Regions from separate parts of the Columba livia genome. Here region 1 is linked to region 2. The links are chromatin contacts, called in public Hi-C maps. All regions are on one chromosome and are shown on one strand. Each heading gives the region's core, a stretch centred on a gene start, on an enhancer-like site or on the middle of the called end of the contact. The rest is flanking DNA. Distances are from core to core; before and after follow the strand shown. Region 1 overlaps LOC110362143 (a long non-coding RNA gene). Region 2 holds the start of ID2 (inhibitor of DNA binding 2).

Region 1 (6,268 bases), core at 1,517-4,016, 280 kb after region 2:
CTCTCACAGTACTCTCCTGGACAAAATGTCTAACATACAGCTGGATAAACACACAATGCCATGAGTGAACAATTGGCTGATGGGTCGGACTCAAAGGGTTATAGAACGGTAGGAAGATGTGCCAGGGGAGGTTTAGGTTGGACATCAGAAAAAGATTCTTCACCCAGAGGGTGCTGGAGCACTGGAACAGGCTCCCCAGGAAGGTGTCACAGCCCCAGGCCTGACAGTGTTCAAGAAGAGACTGGACAACACCCTCAGACACATGGTGTGAACTGTGGGGTTGTCATATGCAGGGACAGGAGTTGGACTCTGATCTTTGTCGATACCTTTCAACTCAGGACATTCTATGATTCTATGAAATCTTTTTTCATATGCTACATTGGCTTCAATAACTTCGCTTGGGACAATAGCTTTAGTAGCAGTGAACTCTACAATTACAATGGGAAGATGACTGAAGTTTGCCAGTAAGATTTCAAAGGGAAACCATATTTTCAGAATTAGGAGGGCAAGCATTTTTTTTTTTTTTCCTGTGAAATTTACCCGATTCATGCAGAGTGACTGGTTTCAGCTGAAGAAAAGGCTTCTACTTTTTGTGATTTCTTACCAGCTTTACCAACACTGGGAGTTTCACTTAATGAATCCTATGTTACCCTTTTTCCCAAATAAAACTTGGAAGGTTCAATGAAGTTATAGGCTTTTAAGTGAAAAAAACCCCAAACAAACAACAAAAAACCCAAACAAACAAACAAAACCAAAAAACCCACAAGAAACCCCAAACCACCTAATAAAATAATTGCTGCTGATAACAAAGCACCAAATGAAAAACAGGTATTTGTATTTTCCTGTGAATTATGGAAGAGGACAAATATGTTTCTTCAGCTAATGCAGAATTATTTTCAACAGATGTTATGAAATGATCCACTTTTTGCACTCATTTTGATATTACTTTAGAAAAATTCAGTTAAGAACATCTCTTAGCTCTTTTGAAATTAATGGGGTCTCACAATGTAGGGTGTGTAACTTTACATGCTATAAATATAGTATTAGCTCTTACACAGGGCTTCTTCATTGAAATAGCTGAAGCACATTACAAGTAGAGCTAATTAGGCATGATGGCTTTTTCGTATAAGAGATGTTGGTGAAAACAATATTTTTCACTTTTGAAAATATTTTTATTACAAAATAAAACTTTTTTAAAAGACAACATATTTTTTTTCTTGAAGGTTGTCTTATGGAAAAAGGTACTGTTTCCCATGGAGAAAAAGAAAAATATTTCTGTTTCATGAAAGGCTATATAACACAGCAATAAATTTCCAACAGAAAATTTAGGATTATTTTAATTAGGACCACTATTTAAGTCTTGTGTTCTCCGTGTTATGGGTGAATTATTATGTATTTTATAAAGGAGTAGACAGAGATGTTACTAATTCTTTAGGTTTATAAGGTGAATTGGTGCAGTCATAACAGAACTGTAGGTTTTACATCCCCATCTCCTGTTCACAGTACTAAACCAGCTGAAAATAGTACTTTACAATTTGAGGGAACGAGACCAGAGCTTTTTCCAGTATGATTCTTCTTTCTCATGAGAGTAACTAGTCACAGCGAATAACAGTTTTGATGTTCCAGACAGTTTGTACAGGATTATTATTCCTGTTGTTACTACTGGTGAAACTTTTCACTGGTGGATTCAGAGAACACTTTTCTGAAACTTTTGTACCAATATGACTCCAACAAATACAGCTATCTTTGTGTCAATAAACGGGGTAAATAAGGATCAGGCTCACTGCTCAGTACTGGAGAGGAGGTATTTCTTAGGGCTGGATGAGTATCTCTGGTTCCTACTGTCTCTCACATGTTGAAGTTGACTCCCTCAGGTAACTGTACTTTCTTGTGGCCACTCATACATGTCATTGTCCATGTGTTCCAGAATGTAGTTTGGAGCATATGAATCTAGCTGGCTTTTGCTGAGGAGCACATCAGGCCACGCTCCCTACAACTCTGCCAAAACCTGTGCATGGCCAAGGCCATTTTGGTGCCCTTTGGTCTGAGGGTGAAGTTGCTAGTTTCACAGTCAAATGTAACAACTCCTCATTCTGGCTATTTTCCTCATGATTAATCAACCTGACTAGAAGGCTGATCTGGTTTCATCAGCTACGTAGCTAGAAAACAGAGAGAAAAAACAGAGCCTTTTTGATATGGTGGTTGCATTCCTTTGGCGTATCCCTCATGGAGAGCAGTTTAACACAGGGTCTCCTGTTTGTACATACAGGGCTGCCATCCCCCTTTGAGCGACATAACAATGACATGATGTGAAAATAAAGCAAAAAACTCCCAGGAATGTTCCTCTCCAAAACGCTTGTGCACATACAAATGCACACAAGCGAGCTCATTTACACACTCAGGCAAATGCAGGCGTCTGCATATGCACACACACCCTGTCACTTTTGGCTCAATAGTGAGCGTGGTTAAATAATGTCAATAGCAGAAAGTCTTACGGTGCTGACACTTCCTCTGGCTGTAAAATATTTACTGTTCCTTTAAAACTGTGAATAAAAAAAGGTCAGTCTGTATACTGAACAAGGAGTAAAAAAAAAAAAATCCTTTTTTTATTAGAAAACACTTGAAACTTATCATGTGCAGCAGATGGGAGTAGAAAATGCAGCTTGAAGACAGTTATATAAATATATCCTTGATGTCTGTTTTGCTTTTCAATTTGCAGTGAAAAGTACAAAGGTAGAGTAGAGCGCCAGTCAGGGCTGCACTGTGTCTCTTGATATCCATTCCAGATGTTGGCTAGACTTTGTGGAGCCAGGCTTATGGCACTGAGGCTGGAGCTAGTTGTCTTTTCCTCCAGGTGTGATGCTTCATGCTGATCCCCCCACATGCTAGCCTGTCTTATCCAAACACACTAAGCTCTGTGACAGGCATCTACCACCTTTTTGACCAAAATTCACCTCCCTTCCCCCCCACCTCCAGGCTTTCCACCCACCCCAACTTCTTTCAGCTTGATGGGCTCTGCAGACAAGCCCACTTGTCCCTGCCTATCATTCTGTCACTTCAAAAGCAAGTCCCCCTAAAAAAATGAGCTCTGACGTGGTTCTCAAATAATGCTAGTCAGTTAGTAGCTGCTTTGAATATTCCTCTTTGTGTTTTGAGAGTGTCTGGAGGTACTATTTGACACCGAGTATGTCTGCCAAGCCTCTAATGGTAGTTCTCTGTTTGTGCATGCTTGTAAAGGATTTTACACTGTAATATTTTAACTCTCTGATTAAACATTGCTAAGCACAGAAGTATATCATAAATCTTGCAGGCGCCAACTCCATTTATCTGAATGTTAGTTACTGTCTATGGTGGGTAAACAAATTACAGCAGAGTTTATTACAATATATGGGGCCACGATGTAGATCTATTAATATCTTGTACCCCCTGGAAATATATTGTTGGCTCACAGTCTGAATTTTCTCTTCTGAACAATTAAAAACAAATTCTGAATGGAGGGTGGGAGGGTGCATGTGAGAGGGAGGGGGAAGCATCAGCCACTTTCAAGGGGAAACTTGCTGGGAGTAACAATAATGAGCTGCAATATCAAATTACTACTATCCTGGGTTTGAGGTCAGTACATATTGAGCTAGTTGTAAGATATTAAAGTAGAAACTTTTCTAGTTTGGAATGCATTAATACTGCTAAAGCTGCCAGCAAAACAGCTAGGAAGCATTTGAGTTGGAGTGGGCAGAAACAAAGGAGAATGTTAACAAGCAAGAGCATTGGAGTCTCTTCCTTTCCCAGCTACATGCAGCATGTTTGCAGAGATCATTCTCATTAACACTAGCAGGTCTGTGGTGCACAGATCTTCCACTTTTGATAGGAGATGAGCATTAGAGAAGCTGGAATATTTCTGAAGCCATCTACAAAAATAGTCACTTCTATTTTTTAATCAATTTTCTTAGCCTACACAAATAATCCCAGTTATGTGTATTTATTGCAATCAATGGAAGCTCTGTCTTCACAGAAATTTCTCAAAGTGCAGAATAAATGACTGATTAAAGTAGGAAATTAAACCTTTAGCAATTCTATTGGGAGGCTTCGGGGAGGGTTAGTTTAATCCTGTTTGTGATGGTTTATGATATGTTTCAACATACAAGTAGAAGCAAGAAAGATGTGCTGTAAGTTTTAAGAAAATTCATGGCAACTATTAAAAATAATTAAACTTCTAAAAATTTGGCACAGGATCAAGATCAAAACAGTATGTGTAAATCCCTGCTCACTTTTGATACTATAAAAACCTCACTGCTACATGTCCTGGTACATGGAGTTGTGGCTACCAGGCTGGCTATTAGTGGAGCTGTACCAGTTGGAGGTTGGAGATTACTTACAGTGATGCAGTCATGATGGTAAAATAAAATAAAGTAAGAAACTAATTCTTCACTAGTGCTTGCAGGGGGGTGGGCACTGCAATCTCTGGTACAAACTGACAGCCCTAACACCATGTTCAGGGGGAGCAGCCACTGCTAGTTGCTGTCTATCTCCCTTCCAGGAAACCACAAAACACCAACATTTTACAGACTGGAAAAGAGTTCATTACTTGCAGGGGCAGGGCAGGATAATGTTCCGATGTTCTTAGCTGGGCTCCAGTGGCCAATAACACAAACACCATCCTTCATAAAAGCAACTGGGGCTCAGTAAAAATAGAAATCCAAATATTTTGAAAGTTTTTGCATTTTGTCAATATCATAAATCATCACATGATATTGTATAGCAATGGTGAAAATAGGTCTGTAACTAGTAAAATTAGAACCACGGACTTTTTCCTAAGCAGTTTTTCTTTACATCAAAAATGAAATAACGCTAAACTCATTGCTAGCCTTTTCCTATTAAAGTCAATGCATTCAGGCCAGGGTTGAACTCAGTTACAAGATTCTTAAAGCACCACAAGTGCTATGTTTGTGTCAGTTTGTAAAGATCTTGTTTATATACAGACTCATTGCTAGATTCAACAATGCGTTCAGCATTTTGGCCTGATCCATCAAAGCATTTAATCACATGTGCAGGCACGTAGGTGATTTATTTCACATCAGTTAAACTATTTATGCGCTTAATGCTAAGCATGTTGAAGGGCCAAACCTGCGATTTGAACTATTTTTTTTTTTTAAATGCCATGCAGGAAAAGTGCTGCAGTTTACAAAGATACTGCCAGGGCAAGTACCACCTCATCACTGCAAAGAGAACCCAAAGGTGCCGAGCCATGCTTGTTCATATTCTATTCGAATCCATGCAAGCAAGGAGCTCCAAGTATCTCTCACAAGGTGTTTAGGACACATCTCTTGATCACTGAGGTGGAAGGTTCAAATAAAGTATGTCCTGACTTCTAAAAGAATGTGAATATTTTAGGAATAAAATTTGATTTTGCACCCTGAAATATTTTGGGTAATCAAACCAAGACTTTGGAAAGTGTTCTGATCCTGGAAGGACTCCCCCAGTACAGTCCTCTGAAGTAAAGGAGTGTTTGTCAGAGGGATGCCAAATAAACCAAAGTGTAATTTCCTGTGGTTGAGCATTTTCACCTCAACTGGAACTGATTAGAAAGGTTTGAATCTAATAACTGGAAAGAGAGGGGCAGGAGGGATCACAGGCGTACATGGGTTCTTTGGCAAGGGGACCCTATGGGTCATCAGAAGATATTTGGGCAAAAGCTGAGAGCTGGGAGAATAGGACAGGAAAGAGGGGAGGAGGAATTAACCTTTTAAAGCTAAACTAGGGAGAACAGCAGAACAGGACAGTTAAGTGGAGGAAAATGCTTGGGGCAGTAGAGTAAGAGGAAGGTTTGCCTGCAGGCTTCTCCCTGGAAAAAATGGAAAAGCAGAAGGTAGACTAGCTGATGCCTTGACGTCCTCAAGAAGCTTCCCATAGCAGGCTATGAAGAACCACTGAAAGGTTTACATCGTAACTCATCCTGGAGAGAGGAGCAAAAATGTCATGGTGGAGACAGGTGAGCAGGGGGAGATAATGAAGGTATGCAGTCCATCTTAATATAAGAAAGCTTAAAATGAACAATGGGAACCGACAGAAAGAGTGGTACTTGGGAAGAACACGCTGGGGTGTATATGTGCAAAGGACATAGATATAGAATATGGCTTTGTGTTGAGACTTCAGTAGCTGTCTGGTTGAGAAAATGAAAAGGCTCTCAGTGAGGATGACTTCATCCTATGGTATCATTAAAAAAATGTTGGAGAAAATAAAAAAGGGCAAATGACAAATGTCAGTCCTGCCA
Region 2 (6,828 bases), core at 1,107-3,606:
GTCATAAATTACTTTTCTTGTTCCTTTTCACAGTGTTCACAGACATAGCACTTTGTTTGGAATATACACTCAAATAAGATTTTGCAAGTTACAAGAGTTATTATTCAGGTAATTTTATTCTTTATGTTCTCTACATACTTGAATTTTTACTTTGTAGTCATAACAGAATGAATAAGTATTTAAAAAACAACCCACAGAACACAACATAAATCAAAGCCAGCAAACAGTTGGTCCCCAAAGAATAAAGCAAGCAATCAGTTCAATAAACACACTTGATTTATTTTGTATAAAAAGGGTTAAGTTTACAACTAAACTTTTATAAAAAGTTTAGCATGATTAAGTACATCATTACACTTTTTGCAGAAATGTAAATTTCTGCCACTATACAAGAAAACTCTAATTAAAGAGTTCACAACGTTTCACTCATATATATATATATTTATATATAAATATATACACAGCATTCAGTCCTAGGTTTGTGTCAAAAAGGTAATTTTGACCACAGACTTTCCTAAAAAAACTGAACACTGGATCCTTCTGGTACTCACGCTCCACCTTTGGAAAAAAGGCAAAGTCTGCTTTAAAATGGGCAACTCCTTGTGAGATTTTTGTTTCGCTCCCCACGTTGGGAATAGTATATAAAGGAAGCCTTCCAACTAGGGAAAGGGTATTTAAGAGTCTCTTCATAAATAACTAGGTTCAGTCCAAGTTGCAGAATGGGGAGAGGATAAAGATCAATCTTGATATTTTCTTCTTCATTAATTTTAAAAGGTCCTTTTAGTTAGATGTGGATTTTCCCCTCCAGATACAGCTGAAAAATAAATTCAGCACCTCAAAAAAAAAAGAGATCATGTAGCCATTTTCTTGTGCAAAAAAAAAAAAAAAAAAATCTCATCAGTGGAACACCTGCAAGAGATTGAAAAGAGGCATATTTAGGAGAATGCTAACAGGGCAGAGATCCGGACAGACTGGCGCCAGAGAGGAAGCCACAGTTTGAACATTTAACCAAACACTCAGAGATTGGGCAAACCCTGGCGTCCAGATGCAACACATACACGCTCACACACTCGCTCTCCAGAGCACAAACTGAACATTAAAATAACTTACACTCAAGGGAAAGGGTAAAAAGAGGATTCTCAGTCCAATCTCTATTTAGATCTCTGTAAACGCAATGCTCAGAGGCGCCAGTCTGCCTCTTACAGCAAATTACTTGATTAAAAGCAGTCACTTATTTAACTGATAGCGCAGACAATCCCACATCACAGAATCTGAGGAATTGTGCCAAGATTCCCAACTTAATCAGTTACTTTGGCCTGGGAAGTTAAGACTCTAAGAACAGATAACAAGAGAATTTGCATTAAGGAGCGAGCAGTATCAGAGCAGCCTGTGCTGCCTAATGAACCTTAGCAACAAAATACACGTTGGACTGCAAGACTTAATTACTAGTTTAGTTTCTTATTATAAAGACATCTCCTAATGAATTTAAGACGATTTTTAGAAATGACCATCACGCCTCCCATTTCCCCAGGGAGACACTTATTATTTTTCCCTCCGAAGTTTCGAAAGAAGAGGCACTGCACTCACCGTTCGATTCAGCCACAAAGTGCTTTGCTGTCGCTTGACATGAGCTCTGAGGGGAACTCGGACGCCTGCGAGGAAAAAACAGCACAGGTGTGAGGAGAGGGGCCCGGGACCGGGGGAAGCGGGACAGAACCGTCCGGGGCGCTTCCCCCCTGCCGCACGGCGTCTGCAGAGCCGGGTCATCCCATCCCATCCCGCCCCGTCCCCGCCGCGGCCACCGCGCTCTGCCGTGAGGAAAGACATTTATTTCTAGTTGTAACCCCACGCTGGAGGTCGGCGGAGCGCCGGGGGCAGAGGGGCCGGCGGTTACCTGTAGCGAGAGGATGCTGATGTCTGTGTTGAGGGTGGTCAGAGGAGTTCTGGAGGAAGGGTTCTGCCCGGGTCTCTGGTGGTGGAGGCTAACGATGCTGGGGTGCGAGTCCAAGGCGATCTGCAGGTCCAGGATGTAGTCGATAACGTGCTGCAGGATTTCCATCTTGCTCACTTTCTTGTTCTGCGGGATGCTGGGCACCAGCTCCTTCAGCTTGGAGTAGCAGTCGTTCATGTTGTAAAGCAGGCTCATGGGGTCATCCACCGGCGTTTTGCTGCGGGAGATGCCCAGGTTGTGCTCCGAGAGGCCGCTTTTCCGGACGGACCGCACGGGGCTGAAGGCTTTCATGCTGGCAGGCGGGCGGAGAGCGCGGTTCCACGGACGGGAGCGGAGCCTGCGGAGCGCTGGCGCTGCCTCCCCTCTGCGCACTGCCGGAGCTCGCACTGAGGCGCGGGGCTGCGCGGCCTCCTCTTATACGGCCGCCGCCGCCGAGCCCGGCCCGCGCTCGCTGCCATTGGCGGCCGCCGGCACGTCCATCACCCCGGGGCGCCCTCACTGGTGGGGCGGACAGCGCGGGGGCTGCGCGGGCCTTCCGCCTGGAGAGCCAATCCCGACTGGGGGCGTGGCCGCGCCGCACAGCTGAGGGAGTAAATAGTCGGCGGCCCCCGCCCCCCCCCCCGCCCCGGTGGAGTCGGGTCTGCCGGGAGGGAGCGGGGCTGCGGCCTCGGGGGCAGCGCTGTGCGGGGACCGGAGCGCGGCTCTGGCGCTTTAGTCCGCGCTCGTTCTCCTATGGAGCGGTGGGTGTCCCTCCGCTGCTCGCCTCTCTGTAGGGGCACGGAGCGCCGCCGGCTGAAAGCCCGCACAGCAGCTGTGAGGGCCGGCGGTGCCGGAGCCAGGGGCGCGGAGTGCGGGGCAACCGGGTCGGGCTGTAGCGAGGGGCTGAGCCTTCCTAAAACTCACTGTGAGGCAGAGCATCGAGCGGGTTTTCAAAATAAAAACCGGCAGTGCAAGGGGACGGCCGGGTCAGCGGCGGAGCACTTCGGGCTGCAGATGTGAGCAAGGGCGTGTAAGCATCAAAAATAACGATAAAATAAAACTGTAAAACCAACTGCAGCTTTCTGCCCTGCCGAGCACAGGACACCCAGAGCCCTGCCGGAGTCAGGCGTCACTGTTCGCTCCCGGCTTCCCGAGGACAGGGCTATTTTAGATGATGCTATTAATTGGAGATCATTAAGCAAATGTGCATATTGGAAGTGCATTTACATGTATTACCCTTGAACGGCTGCTCATCTGCACCCTATCAGTGCTTGTGACACAGTACTGTCATTAATTATGCATAGATTGTTTCTGGTGACAAATGCAAATACTTACTACCCGCTGTACTTTTTGCAGCTTTTGGTTGCAGCCAATTAAACCTCTTCCAGAAACACTCCAGAGGAAAAAGTTGAGGTTTTTTTATTTAGCTGGAGAAGCAACTTGGATTTTTTTAAACTTTAACCCCATTATATTTTTCCATAGTTTGCTTATGCTGTATAACATACCGACATAACTTCCACCCGTCTTTTCACATATTACCTTGAGGAAAGTTAGAGAAGTGTGGACTTACATATGCAATTGATATGTATGGAATTCTACACAAAACGCAGCAATTCTGTAATAACCACCTGGATGCTTAAACTACTTCAGTGTTCACTGCAAACAAAAACGTAGTAACGGCATAGATCCACAAAATCAGTGAGGGCTGTGCTGTCAGTCATACCTATTAAAAGCAGACCAACACTGGGTTTATCTGCGCTGCTGTTGCATAGCTACACTGAAGGAGCTGGGGCTGTGGGGGAGGAACGTTGCAGACACTTGGAGACAAAGCTGCGGAGAGCTGGATCAATATTTTTTTCCAATTAACGTGGCATTCCTGAGCTGGTGGTTGGCTATTCTCTAGCAGGACATTTTGGCGACTGTCACCCCGGGGTGTTTGCCCCGGGGCTTTTCTCGGGGAGGGGGGATGACTGTAGGCGGTGGGCAGGCTGGCCGGAACACAATTCAACGCGTTTGAAATGCGAAGGGTGAATCTCGACATTCAGTCTGATAGGAAGACAAACACATTGTTCAAGTGCAGTTAAAAAGAGTAAATAATTAAAAAAAATCCCACCCTGTCAATTAATGACTCGATTAAAATCATCACTTAGAGCGACTTAAGTCCTTCACATCATTAAAATCTCAACTGGTACTTGGTCTGCTGCCACAGGTTTTAGTCCTTCACCGAGCTTGGGTTTCTGGCTCATGAATACACCAGTGGAAGAAATTTTGACACTGTTTTTGGTATAATAATAGCCAACGTAAACAAGTACGTTGAGACTTCTCCTGTCATTATTTGTCATTCTTGGACAGCGCAGCAGGCTTACAGTAACGTCCGTCCCGGTTTTGCAGAGGACCCCTTTGCAAGTGGTTTCGGTTTTCCGTACTAAGGGCTTAACATGCTTTTTAGGACACTGAGAAGTTGTGCGAGGAGAGGCTAAACTGGTTATTTTTCTGTAACCAAACGGTTGTCATGTGCGCGTTTTTCACGAAGAGTATAGCCTGCGAGTAAGCAAGCTCCGCTCCCCCCGGCAAGGGGCGAAGAGTCTTTTCTGACATGGCATTCCCTCGGTTCTGCTCTTTGAACCCTTGGCAGCGGCCCGCCGGTTCTGCAGGCTCCCCGCTCTCACACATGCCACTGCTCCGGCTCGGCAGCCCGGCTGCCCGCGCCCCGGCGGGGAGACGCGCGGGCAGCTGGGGAGACCCCCGAAATCAGCGGGGCTGCGAGCGGCTCCTCGGGGCTCTTCCCCGGGATCTCAGGGCTCGTCCCAGGCGGGACGGGCCCCCGGGATGGCGGGTGCTTCAGGGAGCCGCGTCCGCCTCTTGTTTTCAGCCGGGATTTTACAGCCGGTTCCCAACCCCGAAACGCCGCGCAAACATCTGCTCGGAACCCGTCGCCGCTCGCCATGCACAAAGTGCCGCTTTCTCCTCCGCACCCCCACACACCCCCAGCTCCGCCGCCAACCACAAACCCAGGGCTCCGCTCCGGGGGGGTGCGGGCCGTCCCGCCGTGGGGGGCCCCCGGCGCCAGCCCGCGGCAGCGCTCGGGTGCGCGGCGGCGGGTGCGCGGCCGCCCCCGCTCCCCCTCCCCGCGCCCCGGGCGCCGCGCCCCGCCCCGCCCCGCGCCCGGGGCCGGCCCGGACTGCGCGGCGCCAGCCCCGTGACATCAGCCCCTCGCCGCCGCCCCCCCCGCCCGCGCCGCCCGGGCCCGGCGGCGCCGCTCAGGCGGCTGCCATGGCGACCGGGGCTGCGCCCGCGGCGGCGGCAGGCGGCGGCCCGGCCCCGCTTCCCCCTCCCGGGCGCACCTGCAGCGGGGGCCGCCGCCGGACGCTCCGCTTGCGGGGGGGTGGTGGTGACGGCGCCCGGGGAAAGGGGGGAGGAAAAGAGTGAAACGGGCAAAAGAGTAAAACGGGACCTGGGGGGGAGCGCGTCCGCGGGAGAGATCCCAGCGCCGCTCGCCCCGCGCCGGGCTGCTCCGCGGGGCCGAGAGCCGCGACCCGGGCGGGAATGAGCGCGCCGGGCTGCCCCGGGTGCGCTGCGGAGAGAAAGGGGGAATTTCTGTCCTGTGTTCACCCTCCCCCCCCAAAAGAAAAAAAAAAATAGGAAAAAGCACCCTTTTTATGGGGGTTGCCTGCGCTCTGGCTTTTTGAGGTCTCCTGAGAGCAGTCCCGGGGCCACGCAGCCGTCCCTGGGGCCGGGGCTCCCGGTGCGTGACAAACGGGGGACCAACAGGGCTCCGGGCCGGGCCCGGGGGCTGTGTTCCCCCCCGCCACCGTCAGGGACCGGCGAGTTCCTACGCGCGCCCTATCCCGTGCCTCTAGTTAAATTTATTTATCTAAACCATCTAGTAATAATGTAAATGGTTTTAATTGCCGTGTATTTAAGCCATCAAACCCGACTTTAAAAAAAAAAAAAAATCTGTTAAAATTGGCCCGTTTCCAAGTCATTGACACCATCCAACCTATCCGAGTGGGGTGTCCGAATATGCTCAGATACAGGAGTTTTCAATGTACCAGGTGAAATACCTTGCTAAACCCGGTTGTTTTTAACTAGTCGGCCCCTTTTGTTTGCCTCACGTTTCCAATTCATTCAAAGAAAGAAGTTTTAGAAGTTTGGGGTTTGGGTGGTGTGGTGGGTTTTTTTTCTTTCTTTCTTTTGAGCGGGAGGGAGAGTAATGCATGCAAAATATTTAGTTACAACTTCTGCGAAAGGCACCGATCTGTAACAGCATTTTCTACTTTCACAAAGGATTTTCCTGTTACTTTTGTTCCGGTCACAAAATTAAAAAAAAAAAAGGGCGAAAGAGAAGCAAAAAAAAAAAAAAAAAAACTTGGGGGAGAGATAAGGTCTGGAAAACAATCTGGAATTGCCAGGCTGTTGGTGGGAGCTCTGCGGGGCTGGCGTCAGGAAGTCTGCGCCGCCTTCTATTACTGTTGATCCAGCTTTGTGCAGCTGCACTCAGTACAATTAGCTTGTAGAAACAATCCTGCTGTAGGCAGCCTCTTCCCTTCAAAGTGCTTTTCTATACTGATCCCCTCACATCATGATGCTGGAAATCAAGTCACAAGCCGACCACTGTTTGGCCAACATCATCTGTGGGAATTCATTAACCTCCATCCCAGAGATGCAACAAGAGATTGTTTGTCCAGAACTAAACTTACAGCTTAATATGATGTAGCCCATACAGGAAAAAACCTGTGTCCCTTTTTTTTTTTTTTTTTTGTCCATAACAAGAAACACATTGTGCAGCTTTTTCTCCTTTTTTTTTCTTTAGGGGGTGGGGAATGTAGCTGAAACCAGCCATGAGCCGGCTCCTGCTAAAACTTTGCCATCAAAATGTTTTTTGGTTCATCGGGCTGCAG

What was found. A called contact is a pair of places that touch in the nucleus more often than the background predicts.
Region 1: a contact with region 2 is called in a Hi-C map of crop, with 2.7 times the contacts expected there. The contact joins the enhancer-like site here to the promoter of ID2 in region 2. A contact is called at or near these places in 2 of 2 Hi-C or Micro-C datasets (crop and liver).

The regions. Positions count from the first base shown.
Region 1 is chr3:17,590,320-17,596,587 of bColLiv1.pat.W.v2, forward strand. All of the region lies in intron 8 of LOC110362143 (a long non-coding RNA gene), which reads left to right. Among named protein-coding and RNA genes, the nearest start is that of ID2, 280 kb to the left of the region's middle. Within about 2 kb of position 2,767, at least 3 of the 3 cell types and tissues checked have an H3K27ac peak away from gene starts, as active enhancers do.
Region 2 is chr3:17,312,916-17,319,743 of bColLiv1.pat.W.v2, forward strand. It overlaps ID2 (inhibitor of DNA binding 2), which reads right to left and starts at 2,357. Exons shown (of 3, transcript XM_005506815.4): 1 at 1,892-2,357; 2 at 1,585-1,649; 3 at 98-906. The coding sequence starts at 2,239. The coding sequence ends at 1,593. The region is part of intron 1 of LOC110362102 (a long non-coding RNA gene); the gene reads left to right.